Linked DNA regions of Mus musculus: regions 1, 3, 4, 5, 6 and 7 are each linked to region 2. The links are chromatin contacts, called in public HiChIP or PLAC-seq and promoter capture Hi-C maps. All regions are on one chromosome and are shown on one strand. Each heading gives the region's core, a stretch centred on a gene start, on an enhancer-like site or on the middle of the called end of the contact. The rest is flanking DNA. Distances are from core to core; before and after follow the strand shown. Region 1 overlaps Itga6 (integrin alpha 6). Region 2 holds the start of Dlx1 (distal-less homeobox 1). Region 3 has its middle 19 kb from the start of Dync1i2. Region 4 holds the start of Rapgef4 (Rap guanine nucleotide exchange factor (GEF) 4). Region 5 has its middle 5.4 kb from the start of Gm39576. Region 6 holds the start of Cybrd1 (cytochrome b reductase 1). Region 7 holds the start of Pdk1 (pyruvate dehydrogenase kinase, isoenzyme 1).

Region 1 (2,700 bases), core at 72-2,571, 310 kb before region 2:
ATACTGAAACTCGGGGAAAGAAAGACACCTCCTCAGTTCCTGTCTCTCCACTCAACCACAATACACAGCATCAAACTGTTAGTCAGTAGATCAGAAACCAGAGATCTACCCTACCCCAGCATTCAGCCCCATGTCCACCACATCAGAGAGAGTCAGCACATATGGAATAATGAAAAGAAGCCATGAAGAACAACAGGAAAGCACAAGGCCCTTTGTATGATCAACATAGAGAGGAGCATTGAAGACTAAGACAGATAAGAACTTTTAGCATTATGTCTTCCTTATACAAGGTGAGTCTCTCCTATGAGCAATCTTTACAGCATTTTTGCATTTAGGATTGCTTAGAAAGGGATAGTCAACTTATACTTAAGAATAAAAATAACAGGCCAGTATGTTTTTCAGTGTTGCTGAGTCAAGGAGCAAGCTGTAAATCTGCGACTATACAGTCACTTTGGAATTTAAAATAAGAGGGCTGGAGATGTAGCTGAACTAGCAGGATGCTTGCCTAGAATGCATGAAGCCCTGGGTTTGAGCCTAGCCTAGCCTAGCCTAGCCTAGCCTAGCACGTATGGGCGCAGCAGCACACGATGTAATACCAGCACTTGGGAGGTAGTGGCTGGAGAATCAAGATGTCAAGGTCATTTCTGGTTACCCCAAAAGTTCAAGGCCAGCCTGGGCTACATAAGACCTGCCTCAAAAATAAACAGCCAAGCCAGGCATAGTGGTTCATGTCTTTAATCCCAGCACTTGGGAGACAGAGACAGAGGGATCTCTAAGTTTGAGGCCAACCTGGTGAGTTCCAGGACAGCCAGGGCGACCCAGAGAAACCTTGTCTCAAAACAACAACAACAAAAACCCCAACTAAACAACAGCAAAAACCCTAAGAATTTAAAAGAAAAAGAGCAGCCATCTACCACACTGGAACTCACTCACCTGGGCTAGTTATGTAAGTGTGCTGCAGTAGAGGGATTAGGCTTCGAAGTCGGTGGGTGCTTATGCAGAATCCACCTCTCTCTTAAGAGCTGTGCCATTTTGAGGGTACTTAATGTCTCAGGGCATTCATTGTGGGGAAGGGGGAGATAGTAAAAACTATCTCAAAATTCTCAAGAGAATATACACAGTGCTTGGCCTGGCAGTGACACAGTAAGGGACTCGATGAACACTTACTATTAATAAGATTGCAAGTGTTCAAGGTCGTCTGCCTCAGTACAAAGGCCTTGGCTGTGCCTTCCTGACGCTCTGTGCAGCTTATGTCCACTGCTTCCTCCCCGGGGCATGTTCTCCTTACACAGCTTATTGGGTCATAACACTTTAGAAAATGTCCTTCGCCCCAACAAGTGGATGTTCCATAACAGTCATGCATCAGCGAAACCGCTTCTGTCCCACTGGCTAACTCAGTCATAAATGAGGAAACTGTGACACCCACAGAAAAAGTCAGCACGCCACAGTGCAGCTTCCTGAGCAGAGTCGAGCCTACCCCACTCACTCTGGGGGAGGGGGGGGATAGGGGATGTGGGGAGGGGGAGGGGGCATGCAGGAAAACCGTCAGCATACCTTCAGCTTCAGGTAGTTTATTTCATTGTGTGGCTCACAAACAATCTGCTCCAAACCTTTGGATTCAACTTTCATCAAATAAAGCAACCATTTGCCATTGCTAATCTCCTTGGGCCACTGTATATTCAAGGTTGCTGTGCCGAGGTTTTTAAGAGGCTTGCCTAAGTTAATCACCTGTCGGAAAACAACGTATATCGATATAATATCATCCTTTTATGGCAAAATTAAGTAGCACATCCTATTGCCCATAGGCTAAATTCCCAGCATAAACCTACAAGGAAGCACAAATCCCACAAACGGATCAGGAACAGAGCTTGCGAAATAGTCAGTAGTAATTAGAAGATTTTTGTCATAAAAATAGAAGGGGAAAATGGTCAAAGAGGAAGGATTGCCTGCTCAATCCACAAGTAACTACCTTATGCAGTTATGGCATGTTCCCGTCAGCACAGGCAAAGTCCCGGGCTTGTTTGTGGATTGTTCAGTGAGCACCCTGCCTGGCAGATGGCAAAGCCTCTGCTATGGCCCAGGCACCCATATCCTGCTTCTGGAAAACCTCCCTACTGTGAAAATGAAGCTGCCTCTGCCATCAGCCACACAGGAAAGGTTATGGAGAACTGCATGACAGCTCAGAGCCAGTGCTGGGGTCAGAGTAGCTTTCTACAACAGAGGCCCAGAGTGAGAGGGCAGAGTGGCCTACCTGCACTACTGAGCACAGTTCCGATCCCCATCTTCCTGACTGCATAGCGCTCAGGTCAGCCAGCCTTCCTGGGGAGACCTTGCCTCTTTAGAGTGCTGGCTTAGGGCCACGGCCACTCTTGCCATTTCAGGCTTTAAGCTCAATGCTCACCGGCATTTAGGAACTCATTTGCACTATGCAGACCCAAATCCATACGAGGCATAAGGCAGACACCACAGTCCATGTCCAGTTTGTTAAGCTGGACCCAAAGTCACTGTGGTTGCCCACTCTGAGCCTATCACCCATCTGCCTCCTTTGCTGGCAAATACCAAGTCTACTTTCACCACTAAAAAATTGGGCTTGGTGAGAGGGAAGTAAACGAGAGTATTCCTTCAGCCAAGGGCATCAGAAGATGACTTTCTAACAAAGAACGAATTACTTAGGCCTTTTTCTTTGTTTTACAGACCCTG
Region 2 (2,800 bases), core at 291-2,790:
ACCACCGTACTCTTCTCGGAGTCCGCCCCTGGAGGGACAACAGAAGCAGAGACCCTTGTTAATGCTGCACTGCCTTTAGTGAGGAGGGACGAGAATGAATGTCTATGGATGGGTTGGCAGAAGTAGGGTCCGGAAAAGAACGTTCAAGAAACCCTGAAAGACTGCGAAGGTCCCTCAAGGTCCGAGCGCACGTCCCTGGCTGCTGCAGACAGAATTGGGTCGTTCCCAAGAGCGCAGCTATTGCCTTTGCAGAGAAAGTTTGCTATTTTTTGCAGGCGGTAGTTGAGGTTTAATTACCCTTAATTGCATACATTGTTTATAGCGCTACGCAATAAATAATTACCGAGACTAATACGTGCACATGTGGGTTTCTGTTTTCCAGCAGGGCATTGTGTGCTCGGCGCACCGAGCGGCCCAGAGGCCCAGCCAGTGCCAGGAGACGCGCTCGGATTTATCCTTTGCTGGACAGTTGTAAATTGAATTGACTTATAATTTTTTTCTTTTCAGTGACAAGGATCCACAGATTGATATCCGAAACCTCTACTACTTCCGCGCTTTCCCCACCCCCACCCACCTCTCTACCCCACACTCTCTTGTCTTTTCTCTTTCCCCCTCCCCTTCTCCCCCTCTCTCCTATTCTCCTTCCCTTCTCTCCTTGTCCCTGGCAAGCGCACGTACCTGGGTCCTCCAGGCGGCTCTGGGCGAGGCTGGCGCTGCCGGGGTAGGACTGCACGGAACTGATGTAGGGGCTGGACGCGTGGCTGCTGACCGAGTTGACGTAGGGGTAGCCCAGCGGTCGGGAGAAGGATGAGGCCGAACTGTAGGCACCGTCGGGCTGCGAATGGCCCGCCGAGTGTAAACAGTGCATGGAGTAGTGCCCGTGGGACATGGGAGAAGGAGACATTTGCTGGTTGGGCGGCCCAAACTCCATAAACACAGCCTTGCCCGACACGGGGCTGTTGAGACTTTCTGGCATGGTGGTCATGGTCATCTCTTCTCGCGGGGTCTGGGTGTGGGTCTTTCTCTCCTCTGCTTCCCTTTTGGGGGTCTCTATGTTTCTCAGGACAGGAAGGAACCCAATTTAAGCGGAACAGGGGTTTTCACTTTCCATTCATAAGAAAATGGAGTTTGTCTCTTTGAAAAGTCTAAGCATGATGCTGCCGAGCTCCCCAAACTCGGTTCAAAGCTTTGACTCAGCCAAGGTCATAAATATTCATGAGCTGGTGGAGCTGATTGGTCGGCTCTCTTGCATAATCACCGGGGATTGGTCCGAGAAGCTCGGGCTCGGCTGGACTAGAGCGGGCGACGCGGCCCGGCCTGGGGAGAATCCGGTCCACACGTCCCGGCCGGGGCTCCTCTGCAACAGAGCGCGCGGAGCGGGACGCACAATGGGCTGCGGCGTCCGCGCAGGAACCTCGAAGGCGCGCGACTCCAGCCTCCCGCCTCCCTCGCGCGCTTCCCGCCCCAGAAACCAACCAGCCGCGCCCTGCCGTCGCCCTCCCCCTTGCTGTCCCCACCCTTCGCCCGCCCCCAACGCCTGGGACCCCGGACCACTTCTTCTTGAGGTCACCTAGTCCGGTGCGGAGCGCCGCTCCAGAGTCCGGCCGCGGTCTCTGGATCGCGGAGTCGCGCACTGGGCGACAACCCAGGTAGCCTGCAGCCAGCGGTCCTTCTGAGCGTCTTGTGCCTAGCTCAGCGCGCTCCAGGCCGCGCCTCCCAGGTTGGGGTTCTCTCGGCCACATCCCGGGGATCTGGGTTTGGGGGCCCTCTGGCCCAACTCACTCACTCGGCCGCCGCCCCGCCGTTGCCACCGTTCCCAGGGGCTTGCTCGCATCTCTCCAGGCCCAGCTGGCCACTCCAGCTCGAGGCTGCACGGGTCTGATCAAAGCAGTGCGCGTGGAGAGCCAGGAACCCACGCTTCTCCACCCAGGAAAGGCGGCCGCACCGCCTCCCCCCTCCTTTCCCTCCCAACCTTCCTGCCTCCCCCTCCCCTCTCCACTCCCCCTGAGCCACGAGCCCCGGGCTCACTCGCCCCGAGGGCGCGGCTCAGCGTGGAGTCCTGAGGGCCCGCAGTCGCCTGGTGGCTGGTGCATCGAACTCCTGCCAGGTGGTCATTTTCCGACCTCCTGGGGTCTGGCCAGAGTACTTGGGGTTTGGGAGTCCTAGGGAGACACCGACACCCTCAGCAAATCCTGATCAGTGGTAGGCTTGAATATTTGTGTTTAGATATGCCCCTCTCTGTCGCCCGATCTCTTCCTCACCTCCAGTGGCCAAAGCTGGAGCCTCCGGGCCCGGGGGTGAGGTGGGGAAGCTGGTGAAGGAAAGAGCTGCCAAAGCGCGCTGTCTACCATCTGGGTGCAAGTGTTGAAAAGTGCACAAAAGATTCTCTCGCACTCCACCCCCCCACTACTACCACACACCACCTCGCGTGGCGCAAACTACGCTGGTTGCTAGGGACTGTTGGTTCCCAATCCCGCCAGCCCCACGATGAATCCCAAATTACTTTGTTAGGTAATTAGAAAGTGTTGATAATTATTTCTTTCATAATTTAGCGGTGTGACGGGGACCGGGGGAAATGATCTTGTGAAAGTTCACACGTGCACACGTATTAGTTACTGATTCATTTGATTAAATGGTAGTCTCAAGTGCTCAGATCCGCAGCTGAAGGCGCCCCATTAGCATAACACTGATGTTTAATTTTCATACGCATAATTAGCCATATATTTAACACTAATAGCAACATGCAGCCTTTCAGCGTTAAACAGCCCGGGGATTTGATCTGGCCTGAGCTGAACCTGCG
Region 3 (2,700 bases), core at 13-2,512, 340 kb after region 2:
GTCATTCCCCAGTCACTAGCCATCCACTTATTTGTTCATTTGCTCATTTACTTATTTATTTTCAAGACGTCTGTAACTGGTCTGGAGCATATCAAGTGGGTTAGACTGGCTGACCAGTGAGCCCCAGGGAATTGCTATCTATGTCTCCAGAGCTCTAGGATAACCATGCCTGGCACTGATGATGGTGCTGGTGATGGAACTCAGGTCTTAGCTCTTACACAGCGAGCACTTTACCAACTGAACTGTCTACGGAAGTCATAGTCTACAAAGTAGTACTCTTATCTGGGAGTTCTTCATTATGTTTCGGTCCTTGAAAGAGTTTAATATGAAAGTAAATATGCCAATCTGCCATGAGACAGGCCAGGTAAAAGTCCTTGGCTGGAGCTCAGACAATGCTGAGGAAACTTGTATTAGGACCACCAAGATGTTTCTGGAAGAATGTTAACAGACATGATGACTGCTTGGAAAGGGACATCACCTTGCTTCTATTTCCATCAGCTAGCCACATCCAGCTCCTTAAATGTGTTCTATTCTTAGCTGTCATTCTTTCTACATGCTAACAAGCCAACTGTGGTTGTCTTCGTCTCTCGTCATATTTGGGAGGGGCGAGGGAAGCCTGATGAAAATCCAGTAATCCATGGGATAATATTTCCAGAGGAGATAGTTTAGTTCATTTAGACCTGGGTAGAGGCACTCTCCTACCTGCCCGTCTACTTAGCATGAAGCCATGGTCAGGCAAGGATTTTGCTGACAGTGAGACAACCCCTCTAGACACCCGAGTGTGGTGGTGTAGGCCTGCAAACTCAGCAATTTAAAGGTGGAGCCAGGAAGACCGGGCACTTAAAGTCATCCTCCACTGTTTGGTGAGTTTGAGGCTAGCCCTGACTATATGAGACCCTGTCTCAAAACAACAATAATAAACAACCAAAAAATTTTGAATAGTGCTAGCAATTTGGCCTATTTGTCAAAATTATAGATAGAAATGTCTCCTTCCACTTGCCTTCTGGGTTAAGGGACCACCCCACCTCCCACCCACCCACCCCCAGTCATCACCATACATTTTTCCATGAAGTTGTATGGCGAGCCTGTTCCAGCCGGACTCAGCATCTGAAGGCAGGAAGAGCTGATGCAAACAGCCCAAAAGTGTTAGTCAAGGACTGGGGAGACAACAGGAAGCCAAGGGACATTTCTCTCCACGGCTGAACCATGGCAATGGTGCCTCTCAATTACAGTCACCCATTCAGTGGTCCTGACGGAGCCTCCTACTGCCCGGCACTTTCCTATACACCGCGGACACAGCTGTGGATTCAGCGACACAGTTGTGCCTGACTGATATGCAACCGTGCAATTTAGGAAGAATGCGGTTGATTTTTTTCTTCTACCCTCTCATCAAAACCCAGTCCAGAGTCCTGACTTGACAGCAGACGTTTCACTTTCCAGTGGAACCTGCTTTGTACTCAAAAATTCTGATCGTTCAAGGAAAACGAGCTTTATCTGTGCGGCAGTTTGCCCTGTCCGTAGGCTTCCCAAGCGGCCCCCTCCTGGATAAAGAACTAAATTCCAGGAAAAGGCACACCTTCCCTACAGTCAAAATCAAGCCCTGGTGATATTAGGCTTGCACAAATTGAAATGGGGCTAAAAGCTCAGATGTGAATTCTCGGGTTTCTTGCTAAGCTGGAAGCTTTTACCGGGCTCGGCTCGCTTTAAATTGAGAGGCAGAGTTTAGACCCTTTTGTTACTTAAGAGACTGAGCAAATTAGCAAGTCCGAAGAGGCAAATCTTTTTTGATTACTGAACTATTACAAATGCCCTCTGGCCAAAGGATAACCTCTCTCCAGAGGGAAGTGTTCAGCGGGACCTCTGCTTACATTCATAAAGTCTGTTAAAGCAAATCTCTCACATTTCCATTAAGTCGGTAAATTACTTCTAGGGGTAGAGAATAAAATGCTGGTGGGGAAATGGATGGGCCATATTAATGATGGGAGGTGGGGCTGCAGAGGTGGAAGAATGGTTGCTGCCTTCGCGAGGCAGAGATTTGCCAGCCTTTCTCACGGGTTGGGCTAAATGTAAATGATGTCACCTTTCTTCCCCTTAAGTGAGAGGAAGCCAAAGTTATCTGGCTAGGGAGGCTTCACAGAGCGCGTTGAGCAGCTGACATTAAAATGACTACGGGGTTATTTCTTTTCCATATCTATTCTCCTGGAAATTTTTTCAAGATTTTATTGTAGATGGGGGGAGAAATGCATAATGCTTTGGGAAACAAAGCCTTAGCTCCGTCTCGTTCCTGGATTATTGCCATTCTATCTCAGCTCTGATTGAAATCCGAGACTTTGTATCGAAGCCTTAATGAGATGCTGGCAAATATCTTTCTGCCCCACTGGAAATGTAATCTTTCTATTGAACATTTTGTCCTAGTGAATTTCATCTGCAAGAGCATTTTACATTTGAATCAGAGAGGTCACTGCTGGGGTGCGGAACACAGGGCTGGCTCAATTCCATATTGGGTGAAATTGATCCCCAAAGGTGTGGAAAGTAGATCAATGGCTCAGAGCAGCTAATTAGTTCATTGTTTCATCCAGAAGATTAAAGTCAGAATACCATTCTCCAATGTGCTGTTTCTAGATATCAGACTTTCCCTCATATGTACAAACCCTGACAATCTCTTATCCACAATGTCTCCCAAGAATGCTGGCTTATTAT
Region 4 (2,700 bases), core at 87-2,586, 450 kb before region 2:
GTATTAAATTTAGATTACTGATCACATTAGCAAGCTCTTGGCTTAAATGTGCCTTTAATTCCTCCACAGAATTCTGTATGACTTAACCATCTCTTCAATTGTCTTACTGTTTACTGCATATAATTTCTCTAATATTAGAACATACCATTTTAGTCAGAAATGGGGCAATGCCTGCCAAAAATATTCTTGCTACTGTGTAGTAACTAAAAATCGAGAATGTTTATCACATTAAGTTATTCAAATGAGTTCATTTAGCTCTTTTCAGTTAGTTAATATCTTTCCATCAAAGGCCTACAATAGTGGAACAGGCACAGCCGGCCACTCTTCAGATCCTCAAGTTTGATCCGGTCACAAATCTGTTCATTGAAAAATTTTCAATATGGCAGAGCACAAAATAATTCCCACAAATGCAATTCGGATATCATGCAGATTGCTGAAGGATGTGAATCACTGGCCTTTGGCACCAAACTCTGGGACTCAGAGGCTGGTCACGCTGCAAGGCGTTTGCTTGTTTCTTTCAAAGTTCAGATGCATCACCTTTCTCCTTAGGGTAATAAACTATAATTGCTAACATACTGTGTAATGTTTACTGTTAAATTTGCAATCTGGACAAACAGAAAATTCCACCGACAGAGCCTAGAAACAACTGCAGTGTGTTGTCACCCACGGCACCTTCATCAGAGGCTGGCGAGAGCCAGCACTCTCTGCGGTTTAAATTTCTCTTTAGAGTGAGGGTCTTTTCTGCAGAAGATTAAGACGCCTCCGGTGACCTTCCTAACACAGACCTTGAGAGAGCGCCCGCGGGAAGAGGGCTGTGGATTTCAGCAAGGGACTTGACAGCTCCACTGAGTCCCTAACACTTGGTTTTCCGGAAACAAAAAAGGTGACTGCACCTGCATGAATACCCCCCTTCTCCCCGCCCCTCCTGGAAACTTAAATGACATTCTCCCTGAGGGTCTGGACAGCCTGAAGCTCGCATGTATGTACCCTCCCTGGTCTTAGTGCCCATTGGAAACCACCCACCCACCCACCCATGAATGGAGCGTGGAGTCGCAGCGGGGCGGAAGGGGACCAGGGCAGGCTGGCACCTTGTCCCCCACGGCGCCGCATTCTGTTCCCGGCACGTGGAATGCTCTCCCGCAGGTGGCACCCCACGAGTGGACCCCCGCGACCCAGATCCCGCACCCCACCCCACGTACCTTTTATCCAGGCAGGCGATCCACTCGGCCGAGGACTGAGAGTGTGCAGCGTGCGCAGCGACCATGTTGGGCAGCAGCGCGCGGTGGCCCCGGGCCGCGGCCACCTCCCGCGCGCCTCCCGGCGGGCTCCCGCGGCCTGCGGGGCGGGGACCGAGGGGCGGGCCAGGCGCGAGGCCCGCGCTGCACTGCGGCGCCCGCGTGGGAGCCCAGCCGCCCCGCCCGCCCGCCAGGAGCGGCGACCCCACGACACCTGCGGCAGGTGCCCCGCTCCGCCAGGCCCGCGTCTACCCTCACCTCGGGGGAGGGAAGAAGGGGGAGTTCTGCTGCGATGCCACCCGGTTGCGCGTGGGGAGGGGATGTCAGACTCTATATATTTTTCGTACAGCAAATGCCACTAAAATGGCTGCTGCCTCTCCGTTTCCTTAGAAACCCATTAGTCCTCCTCGGTGGCTGTCAAAACTTGCTAGCTGATCCCAGCTCACCTTTACAGTCTGCTGTTTAAATTGGGATGAGAGAGGGCAGGGCTGGGAAGGCTTGCGATGAGGTGGGGGTGGGGGACATCATGGTCTCTTGATGTGGACCCCAAAGGATAAATGATTCGGAAGGTTGAGGGGCGTTGGGGGCTGGGAAAAACAGAGACAGTCTGAAGCAAAGGACCCAGGAGACCAGAGGATTAAAAGGGGGTGCAAACTGAAGTCACTGGCCTTGAACCTCAGACTTACTTGGACTCCATGTCCCAACCACGACAAAAAGAAGCAATTAAGAATGGGATATCCCTGAGACCCATGCAGAACTAAGGTTTCAGGCCTGGAAGCCAAGTTCCTGGGCACTCCATGAACTTGGGTGGTTAGCCTCTACTCTCCCACAGCCTTCCTCTTCCCAGGTTCAGTGCGGAGGGTGGCCACAGCTGCCTGTCTTCCTGTAGGTGTTCACTGTAAGTGTTATGCCTAGAAGTCGTTCAGTTATACCCTGCCAAAAAATAAAAAAATAAAAAGAAATAAATTTACATGGACCGTTGTTCAGGAATTTGGGGACAAGTTAAATCTGTTGGACTCCTATCAAGCGCTGTTTCGATATTTGTGACATACACTTAGGAATAGGCATGGGTGGAACGGAACAGGGCTTTATCCTCGATCATTTGCTACTGTCCCTACACACACCGCCCATTTAGGGCCGATGCAGGGAGACTGGGGAGCAGGAAACAGCCTGTGCCTTCTGGGATGCTTTGATTCTCTTACAACAACCTTGACCTTAAATCTCTCCAGAAAAATTTTCCATTTCCCCATGTTCAATAGACAGGATCTGGTTTCAGACCCACAACCAAGTGTTTTCAGCAGAAACTCCCTGTTCTGGGCTTGTCCCTCAGCTGAGTTTCATTCCGTTAATCTCTATTATTTACCATAAATATCTCTTAACATATTATACCACATAAAGACTTCCAAAGGTGTCATCTTATATGGTGTGAAGGAGACATGTCTTCTAAATATTTTTTGTTTATAAA
Region 5 (2,773 bases), core at 66-2,565, 370 kb after region 2:
GTGTGCACATATATGTGCAGTGTACATGGAAGCCAGAAGTCAGTATCAGGTCTGTCTCTATCACTCTTCACGTGTGCTGGTCAGTTTTTTTGTCACCCTGACACAAACTTAGAGTCACCTAGGAAGCAGGAAACTCAATTAGGAATCACCTCCATCAGACTGGGTTGTATGCATGTCTGAGAGGCATTTTCTTGACTGGAGGGTCCAGTGCATTGTGGGCAGTGTGCCGCCCTGGGCAGGCAGTCCAGGGTCCAGCAGGCTGAGCAAGTCAGCAAATGGCTCTCCTCCACGGCCTGTGCTTCAGCTCCATTCTCCAGGCGCCTGCCCTGGCTGTCCTTGAATCAGGTACGGTCACGGCAGAAGCCTTTTCCTCCCCCAAGCTGCTGTTGGCCAGTATCTTGTCACAGCATCAGAAACTAAACTCGGATATCACCTTACATTTGAGACAGAGTCTCTGGCTGAACCTGGAGAACCACAGGGGTCTGCTAGGACCTGTCTCCGCAGTACTTGGGTTACAGGCAGACACCACTAGGAACAACTGTGGGTCCTGGAGATCCAAGCTCAAGTCCTCCAGCTTGTGTGATAAGCACTTTTCAACTGAGTCACTGCCCTCCTCCCCTCATATAAAAGATAGTTTACTATGGTAGATGTGTATAATTTTGTAAGATCACATGTCCTTTTTTACGCTTTAAACAAATTTTTATTTTGCTAATACTTTTAGATTAACAAGAAATGAAAGAGTTCAGCATTCCTGTATGTATCTTTTCTTTCTTTCTCTCTCTCTTTTTCAGATTTATTTATTTATTTATTTATTTATTTATTATATGTAAGCACACCGTAGTTATCTTCAGACACTCCAGAAGAGGGTGTCAGATCTCATTATGGATGGCTATGAGCCACCATGTAGTTGCTGGGATTTGAACTCAGGACCTTCGGAAGAGCAGCCAGTGCTCTTACCCGCTGCGCCATCTCACCAGCCCCATGTATCTTATTTCTTTTTCTGAACAATTTAATAGGAGATTTTCTGCAAAATTTAGCCCATCCTAGAAAAAAATTTTTTTTCAAGACCATTTTGCCACTATGAGCTCATGAGATATTTGGTAAAAAAAAAAAAAAAAAAAAAAATCACTTCACAACTTGGACCTCAGTTTGGTTTCCTATAGCACAGATGAAGCTGACATTTCAGAGTTGCCATGGAGACAGCACAATGGAGCAACTATTAGCTGTCTATACGGACGGTAGTGATCTTTGTAGCACACTACAGTATTGGAACTGGCTGAGCACTGTGTAGGTTGACATGAAGGGGTTAATGGTTTAATTATCATGTCATAGTGTGAGTCACAGACTCACTAATGAAGGGTTGCTAGGCTGATGTTGGAAAGCAACAGAAATCATTAAACAATTAAATCTCAAGAAGTGGAATCATTTCCCCAAGAAAACAAATGCGGAGTTAGCAGGCCTGTCGGGGCTTCTACGTCAGGGCTCATAAGACAGTGTCTCATGTGCTCTGTCTCTTGCCACGGTTAATCTTATCAGCTTGTCTGCAGCTAACCAAGCGTCAGCGGTAGAACACACCTGTGATGGGTTTTCATGATTCTGTTAACTGAAGTGGAAGAGCCACGCTAAATGTGGGTAGCACCTTGCCATGGCAACCCCGATAAAACAAAGTCCCAGGGGAAAAGCTTTTTGCTCCATCGCCTTTGAGTCTCACTGGCAAGTTCACTTACCCTCCTGTTAATGCTGCTGCTGTTGCTGCTGCTGCCGCGTTTGTCCCTTCACTAATATCACCGAACCTTCAGGCTTCCGATGTGGACTGAAGCTCACTGGTTCTCCGGGAATCACATAGGTCTTCAGAGCAGATCGTGACTGCTAGACCCCAGCCTCTGAGACTGAGCAGCGATTGGTTCTCAGCCCCCGCCCCCGCCCCCGCCCCCGCCCCCGGAAGATAACCATGGCTGGACTATCCTATCCAGACCATATGAAAGCCTATATAACAAATCCCCCTTTAATATAGACTCACTCCATCAATTCTGTTCCACCAGAGAACTCTGACTAATAGTCCTCCTTCCTAGGATAAGGGACAGAAAAAACTGGACAAGACTTGGATGGAAATTAGAAGTGAGGTCTGAGACTTTATGCAGGTGAAGGGAAGTTAGGCTTCAATGCACAGCTGCAGCCCCAGCTTTTCTATGTTGAGATGACAGGCATAGATGGGAGAGTTGCCAGGACACTTGTAGGCCAGTCAGTCTGGAGTACAGAGCATGGCAGCACACACAAGGTGGACCCTTCTTAACAAGGTGGAAAGCTCGAGTCGACACACAAGACTGTTCTCTGTCCTCCCTAAAGCATGCACAAGGGCAGCTACTCAGAAGTAAGCTCTGCTGCAGAACACTGTGCGACATGGTTTTGTGACCTCGAAAACCAATGAGATGTCTGCTTAAGTCTCTCATCTAGCTTGGTGGTGAATTCTAATCTCAAGTGCTTGGGAGGTGGAGGCAGGAGGATCCCAAGTTTGAGACAGCCTGAGCTATATGTTAAGATCCTATTGAATGAGGAGAGAGAGAGAGACAGAGAGACAGAGAGACAGACAGAGACAGAGAGACAGAGAGAGACAGAGAATTCTTATTTCCTCTCAAAAGTTGTCGGAGTAACATGTTAATTTCCTCAGGTTAGAAAATCTACTATGGCCGGGCAGTGGTGGCGCACACCTTTAATCCCTGTACTAGGGAGGCACAGGCAGGCAGATTTCTGAGTTTGAGGTCAGCCTGGTCTA
Region 6 (2,700 bases), core at 191-2,690, 410 kb after region 2:
GTGTTTCCCTCACCCTCAACTACAGCACTCCGTCCAAACATCTAAAGGGTCTCACGGCGTCCGGAGCTGTTCTGGGTGGCTGGAAGCCACGAAGAGGTGTTTGGGACTATTTAATTAAACAGAGGATATTAACAACTCTGGCCAAACGAAAGCGCTCCACCGTGATGGAAAGAGTGCTTCTGGTGGTTGGAACTTTAGAACCTGGATATGTTTTTCTCATTTTAGGGTAGTGGCCAAATAGCTGGGAACTCTGCAGCGAAATGGCTTGGATGCCTACCTCACACCACAGTAGCTCAGCATTAGTATTACCTTCTCCAGATTCCCATGGAAGAAGGCTGACCACTCTTGCTGGAGGCCGTAGCACCGGTTTAAAGCATGCGCGGGGTTGGGGGGGGAGGGCGGGGGGTGCAACACACACACACACACACACACACACACACACACACATTTTTCTTTAGGAACGAAGCCAGTGCTTCTGTTTGCTCATTTGTGGGACTTTTAGTATTGGTGAAGAAGAGGAGGCCTGTTCAGAAGCCAGGCTGCTAGAACCTGTTCCGAGCCTCTCAAACAGTTTGTGCTAAGCAAGCCCAGCACAACAGCTTGGCTTTTCTGAATGCATTCTCGCTGTCACCGCCTTTTTGGAAAAGTGAAACGTGCGGTGCCCCATTAGCTGAAGAAGACAGTGAAGATGAAGAGTAGAATTGCAGGGGGAGAGAGAGAGAGAGAGAGAGAGAGAGAGAGAGAGAGAGAGAGAGAGAGATAGATGGATCCCGGGCGTCCAGCGGTCCCTTGGGGCCACTCTCAGCTTTCATCTCCCTGTCAGATTCAAGACCACAAAACTCCGCCAAGGAACTTTCGCCACATCAACAAATGGAGCGCAGCCAGGCAGCAGCCGGTGACTGATGGAGGTGCCCAGAACTCCGGAGGAAAGAACAGGACAGGGGAAAGGATGGAGAGGCACCAACTGACGATGCTGCGCGGAGACTTGAGCTCCCCGCCTAGGAGACCTGAAGCAAGTTCAAAGGCCAGCCTCACCGAAGCTGGGGTTTCGCGTCCCTGACTGCGCAGGCCCTGCCCACCTGAGTAACTTTCCCTAGTTTCATGAATTCCTTGGAATCCACGACGGCGTCCCGGGTCCCATCGCGCAGTGACCCCACCAACCCCCTCGAGGATCCCAGTACCGATGCCCTGGATGAAGACGAAGCCGGTCACCGCGAGCACCGGGTGCCAGTTAAACTCGAGCCCGCTGCCGTTCCAGCCAAGCCCCTCTCGGAAGTGCAGGACCCAGATGAGCACGAAGATCACCGACAGGAAGCCCACGAGCAGCGCGGACACCAGCAGCCCCAGGAAGCCCCGGTAGCCCTCCATGGCCATCAGCACCCCATGCTCCACGACAGCCTGCTGGAGAACTTGGTGTTGCGGCCGTGGCCTCGGGGTACTGGCCCGGCGGTGGGGCCGGGGCGGCGACTTCTCGGCGCCGTCTCCGCCCGTGGGGAGGGGCTTTCTTAGGGTAACAGGCTGTGGGGCCTCCCGGGGGTGCCGCGGGCCCAAGCTCCAGACGGTCCCACCCCTTATCCCCCATCCTCCACCCCCGATCACGCGGCTGCACCGTGAGCTCTGGCTGCCGTGGTGGCCACCACCTGAAGAAGCATCCAACCTCCTTGAGTGTGAGTCAGTTCCTCACCAAGACAGCGCCCAGGAGCTCAAGCCTACCACTTTGCTTCAACTCTATGCGCCTTGTTTCCTTATTCTTGTGGAGGGCGGTGGTACACACTCTTTGTCACCAGAGACAGATTCACTGAAAGTGGTGAAGCCTGCGGTTGTAGTTATCCAGGCTTCCTGACCCCCCAGAGGGTCTGCTGCTGAGGGCAGCAGTGGACTTGGCCTTACCGTGTAAGGAAGCACCTGTAGGGATGAGAGTGTAGTGGAGCTCACCTGTGACCCCAACATTCAGAAAGCTGAGGCGGGAGGATAGCCACAAGTGTAAAACCACTCTAAGCTACATAGAGAGTTCCAGACCAGACCGCTATAGAAAGCCTGCCTCAACATCAAAACAGAGAAGAGAGAAAGAGAAGGCTGAAAGCGCAGCTAAATTGGTCTTACTTAGGTTTGCCTAGCGCGCACAAAGACCTGGGCACAGTCCTTAGAACAGTCCTTAGAAGTGACACACCCCTTATAATTTTACCATGGGAAAAGTAGAGGCAGGAGGATCAGATGTTTAATATCATCCCCAGTTACATGGAGAGTGTGAAGCCAGCCTGAGGTACATGCTATCCGATATCAAAAATAGTAACAATAACAGCTGGAAAAGACAGAAATAACAGAATATAAGCCACCTGCAACTTGCAGTTGCGCCAGGGAAGACAGGCAGTCACAGCCCTGGACTTGCCTGGAGTGTGCTAAAATGAGTTTAAAGATGTCTGCCTGCTCAAACCAATGTGAGCCTAGACCTTAAACCTCCCTGAGTGACTTAACTTGATGAAGAGACACTGGCTTCCTGTCCTTTTCCGTTATCCTTGCCCTTCTAGGTGAGACATTGAGCATCACTATCAGAGGAAAAGGGTGCTGGATGCCTCGGCTTCCAAAGTGCATTTGGGAATGCTCCCTCTAGCCCTTAGAGACCTTACAAAACACAGGAAAGGTAGTGTGTGTGTGTGTGTGTGTGTGTGTGTGTGTGTGTGTGTGTGTGCGCGCGCGCGC
Region 7 (2,700 bases), core at 4-2,503, 340 kb before region 2:
GTAGCAGTATTATTAAGGAAAGCATCTTGCCAAAGTTTAATAGCGTATTCATGAACAAGGTGAACATTGCTACACCACAGTACAGGCATTCACAAATAAAAGCAAAACACACACACAAAACGGGGGCCTTTCATAGTCCCTTACTAAAGAAACACAAGGAAAAGCACCTGTCACTTCAAACCACAATTTTAAGATAAAGTACCTACCCCCACCACTAATCTCTCGTGCGTGCTAACCATGTTATAACCTGGCAGCACGACACAGAAGATAACTTTTTCTACTCCAGAACTTTCGGATTTCAATGTTAAGAGTTTATTCTAAGCATTTCCCTTTCCGCCTCATTACTCCTGATGAGAAGCCAAAAGTCAAAGGCCTAATTCTGCAGTTCTGCAATCTGTTACACACAGACAAGACCATGCACTTTACACGTGCTTGAGACTGGCTGCTGTTGAAACGAATTTGCTCTCGGTGAAAACACTGGCGAGGAAAGCACTGGGCCAGTAGTAACTTGTTTTCCAGCCATCACGCCACTCCAAACGATCGCCACTGTGCTGGCACCGATCTCGCCTCTGCAGAACACCACCCTCGAAGCAGTTTGAGCCCTGGCCTTGAACCTGAGCAAGGCATCCCCAAAGACACCAGGTCCCCAAGCGCGCACCTACGCACGTGCGCGGAAGGCTGCAGCCGCGGGCCCCCTGCTTTGTTTTTTTGGGTTTGTAGTTTTTTTTTTTTTTTTAAACACACTATAGTCGCACGTCCCTGTTACGTGCCCGGCCTTCCAGCGCCCGCTCCCTCCGAGGAGGAAGGAAGCACCTAAGACGCAGGGGGGGCGACACGAGGGAGGAGGAGGGGTGCGCCTGGGAGGACGGGGCCCGTGCACAGAGGCCCGACGGCCCAGCGGCCGCCCTCACCGAAGTCCAGGAACTGCTTCATGGAGAGTGGCGACGGCGAGAAGCGCGCATAGAAGTCCACCTGGCCCGGAACGCCAAGCTCCGACGCCGGCCCGGAACCCGAGGCCGAGGCCGAGGCCAGGCTACGGCTGGCGCAGGGGACGGCGCAGAGCGGCCTGACGCTCGTGCCGCCCCGCAGCAGCCTTGCCAGCCTCATACCGAGCCCCGCCGGAGGAGCCGGAGCTCCGGGCGCCAACCTGCGGCTGTATGCCGCTGCCCGGGCGCTACGTGCGGGACGTGGCTGGCCGCGGGGGCGGGGAGCTGCTGTCAGCGCTGCGGCCACCGCCCCCTCGCTGGAACCACGCCCCCGTAGGCGGAGCACGGACAGCACGGAGGAGGGCGAAAGGCTGCGCTAGCCACCGCCCCTGGTTAAAGACACGCCCATGTAGGCGGGGCCCTGGGAGGACGGAGGCGGGGAAAGAAAAAAAAAAAGGGAGCGCTGCTGAGCTTTGTGGGGTGTGGTGCAGCTGAAACCACCCGGAGCGAGTGGCCGCCGTGGGAGCCCGGCTTAAACGATCCAGCTTGCGCTGTGTTGCACCCCTTTGCACCCTTTCGTACTTCCTCCGCCCTCCCAGTCTCAGCGGAAAAGCTCTAGGCTGTGCGAGATCGTTGGCAATGAGCCTGTTCTCATTGCCCTTGGATCATGCAAGCCCTTGATTTGCAGGTGCAGCCGAACAGTGGTACAAGAGTTGAACTTGGGGGTGTGGCTCTAAAGAATTCCACAGCAACGAAAGTCCCGGGAAGAGCGCGTTGAAACACTTTATGCAAGCAATATTGCCACAGTACTTAAAGACTACTCGCTCTTTTTCTGTTAACTCATCTTAGAGTTACAATGTGCCTGCTCCATCTTTTCAATGTATAGAGATAGTGAATGTAGAATTAGAACATATTTAATATCTAACCCCACGAAAATCACGTCTGTCTTCTGAACACTGTAAAGTCCCCATCCAACTACCCTAACATTTGCTGTGTCTTAGGTGCAAGAAAACTATCCTGCCACGTGTGAAGTTTATCAATTATGTAGAATACACACCGAATAACACTTCATAGCTCCATGCTGGTCGCTTTTGGGTTTTGTTTTGGTTTTGTTTATGTTTTATGAGACAGGGTTTCTCTGTATAGCCGTGACTGTCCTGGAACTCGCTCTGTAGACCATGCTGGCCTCGAACCCAGAAATCCACCTGCCTCTGCCTCCCAAGTGCTGGAATTAAAGGCATGCGCCACCACTGCCCCGCTCGCTATTGGGTTTTGAAAAAACACAAATCATGAAGTCTGGGATGTAGCTCATATCCAAAGCCCTGCGTTTCATCCCCAGCACAAGGAAAGAAAAAACAAAAGCAACCCCCCCCACCCCACCCCCCCACATTGTGTTGGCCCAGGTTTATAATTTCAGCGATCTGCAAGTGGAAGCAGCAATGTGGGAGGTGAGAATTCTAAGGTCATCCGAAATCATGCCAGCCTGTTATTCTGACTCCTATCTGAAAACAAAGAAACAAATACCTGCCCACCCTCCCCCAACATACACAGAAAAACAGAAATTAGATCAGAGTCCCTTTAAAGAAAGCTGTTATTCTGTATCCAACAAACTGTGTGTAGCACAAAGCGGGGATATTGTCCGCATGGAAACAAAAGCAAGTGGTTTTGATTCTAGAGAAAGAAAAATTGTTTTTCCTCAAGTATCCAGTAGAAATTGTGGTCTCCTCTTGGGGTTCTTAGTCTCATTTAGAAAAGAGTTTAAGAATAGACTAAA

The links. Promoter capture Hi-C pulls out the DNA fragments that hold promoters and counts their contacts. HiChIP or PLAC-seq counts read pairs in DNA pulled down with a chosen protein or histone mark.
Region 1: a contact with region 2 is called in an H3K4me3 HiChIP or PLAC-seq map of bone marrow-derived macrophages, with 4 times the contacts expected there. The contact joins the enhancer-like site here to the promoter of Dlx1 in region 2. A contact is called at or near these places in 9 of 39 promoter capture datasets (the 3T3-L1 cell line, the HPC-7 cell line, embryonic stem cells and 4 more), 1 of 484 Hi-C or Micro-C datasets (bone marrow-derived macrophages), 9 of 115 datasets of contacts at active chromatin or transcription factors (bone marrow-derived macrophages, craniofacial prominence, embryonic forebrain and 5 more) and 4 of 9 other capture datasets (adipose tissue, embryonic stem cells, liver and 1 more).
Region 3: a contact with region 2 is called in an H3K4me3 HiChIP or PLAC-seq map of embryonic forebrain, with 2.4 times the contacts expected there. The contact joins the enhancer-like site here to the promoter of Dlx1 in region 2. A contact is called at or near these places in 18 of 39 promoter capture datasets (the 3T3-L1 cell line, 3T3-L1-derived adipocytes, the HPC-7 cell line and 13 more), 1 of 484 Hi-C or Micro-C datasets (bone marrow-derived macrophages), 5 of 115 datasets of contacts at active chromatin or transcription factors (craniofacial prominence, embryonic basal ganglia, embryonic forebrain and 2 more) and 3 of 9 other capture datasets (adipose tissue, embryonic trunk and pancreatic islet).
Region 4: a contact with region 2 is called in a promoter capture Hi-C map of embryonic stem cells, with 4 times the contacts expected there. The contact joins the promoter of Rapgef4 here to the promoter of Dlx1 in region 2. A contact is called at or near these places in 9 of 39 promoter capture datasets (the C10 cell line, cranial neural crest, embryonic stem cells and 5 more) and 2 of 115 datasets of contacts at active chromatin or transcription factors (both in embryonic stem cells).
Region 5: an H3K4me3 HiChIP or PLAC-seq map of embryonic basal ganglia shows a contact between it and region 2, with 3 times the contacts expected there. The contact joins the enhancer-like site here to the promoter of Dlx1 in region 2. A contact is called at or near these places in 20 of 39 promoter capture datasets (the 3T3-L1 cell line, 3T3-L1-derived adipocytes, the C10 cell line and 12 more), 2 of 484 Hi-C or Micro-C datasets (bone marrow-derived macrophages and cortical neurons), 18 of 115 datasets of contacts at active chromatin or transcription factors (the NIH/3T3 cell line, T-cell acute lymphoblastic leukemia, VIP interneurons and 11 more) and 3 of 9 other capture datasets (adipose tissue, liver and pancreatic islet).
Region 6: a contact with region 2 is called in an H3K4me3 HiChIP or PLAC-seq map of embryonic stem cells, with 2.8 times the contacts expected there. The contact joins the promoter of Cybrd1 here to the promoter of Dlx1 in region 2. A contact is called at or near these places in 1 of 39 promoter capture datasets (the C10 cell line), 1 of 15 datasets of contacts at CTCF or cohesin (embryonic stem cells), 8 of 115 datasets of contacts at active chromatin or transcription factors (bone marrow-derived macrophages, embryonic limb bud, embryonic stem cells and 2 more) and 1 of 9 other capture datasets (adipose tissue).
Region 7: a contact with region 2 is called in a promoter capture Hi-C map of embryonic stem cells. The contact joins the promoter of Pdk1 here to the promoter of Dlx1 in region 2. A contact is called at or near these places in 13 of 39 promoter capture datasets (the C10 cell line, the HPC-7 cell line, cranial neural crest and 7 more), 3 of 484 Hi-C or Micro-C datasets (bone marrow-derived macrophages, cardiomyocytes and embryonic stem cells), 6 of 115 datasets of contacts at active chromatin or transcription factors (the 230-238 cell line, the SCID.adh cell line, embryonic stem cells and 2 more) and 3 of 9 other capture datasets (adipose tissue, embryonic tail and pancreatic islet).

What each region holds. Positions count from the first base shown.
Region 1 is chr2:71,842,157-71,844,856 of GRCm38.p6, reverse strand. Itga6 (integrin alpha 6) reads right to left here. Exons shown (of 26, transcript NM_008397.4): 20 at 1,555-1,728. Among named protein-coding and RNA genes, the nearest start is that of Pdk1, 30 kb to the left of the region's middle. Within about 2 kb of position 1,321, at least 52 of the 459 cell types and tissues checked have an H3K27ac peak or open chromatin away from gene starts, as enhancers often do. A contact at or near this core is called in the HPC-7 cell line, adipose tissue, bone marrow-derived macrophages and 1 more, where this site is marked.
Region 2 is chr2:71,528,185-71,530,984 of GRCm38.p6, reverse strand. It overlaps Dlx1 (distal-less homeobox 1), which reads right to left and starts at 1,540. Exons shown (of 3, transcript NM_010053.2): 1 at 679-1,540; 2 at 1-28. The coding sequence starts at 991. It also overlaps Dlx1as.
Region 3 is chr2:71,191,158-71,193,857 of GRCm38.p6, reverse strand. No RefSeq gene overlaps it. Among named protein-coding and RNA genes, the nearest start is that of Dync1i2, 19 kb to the left of the region's middle. Within about 2 kb of position 1,262, at least 11 of the 459 cell types and tissues checked have an H3K27ac peak or open chromatin away from gene starts, as enhancers often do. A contact at or near this core is called in embryonic forebrain, where this site is marked.
Region 4 is chr2:71,979,851-71,982,550 of GRCm38.p6, reverse strand. Rapgef4 (Rap guanine nucleotide exchange factor (GEF) 4) reads right to left here and starts at 1,336. Exons shown (of 31, transcript NM_001204165.1): 1 at 1,200-1,336. The coding sequence starts at 1,264.
Region 5 is chr2:71,159,248-71,162,020 of GRCm38.p6, reverse strand. No RefSeq gene overlaps it. Among named protein-coding and RNA genes, the nearest start is that of Gm39576, 5.4 kb to the right of the region's middle. Within about 2 kb of position 1,315, at least 37 of the 459 cell types and tissues checked have an H3K27ac peak or open chromatin away from gene starts, as enhancers often do. A contact at or near this core is called in T-cell acute lymphoblastic leukemia, cortical neurons, embryonic basal ganglia and 3 more, where this site is marked.
Region 6 is chr2:71,116,794-71,119,493 of GRCm38.p6, reverse strand. It overlaps Cybrd1 (cytochrome b reductase 1), which reads right to left and starts at 1,440. Exons shown (of 4, transcript NM_028593.2): 1 at 1,182-1,440. The coding sequence starts at 1,374.
Region 7 is chr2:71,871,777-71,874,476 of GRCm38.p6, reverse strand. Pdk1 (pyruvate dehydrogenase kinase, isoenzyme 1) reads right to left here and starts at 1,253. Exons shown (of 11, transcript NM_172665.5): 1 at 912-1,253. The coding sequence starts at 1,107.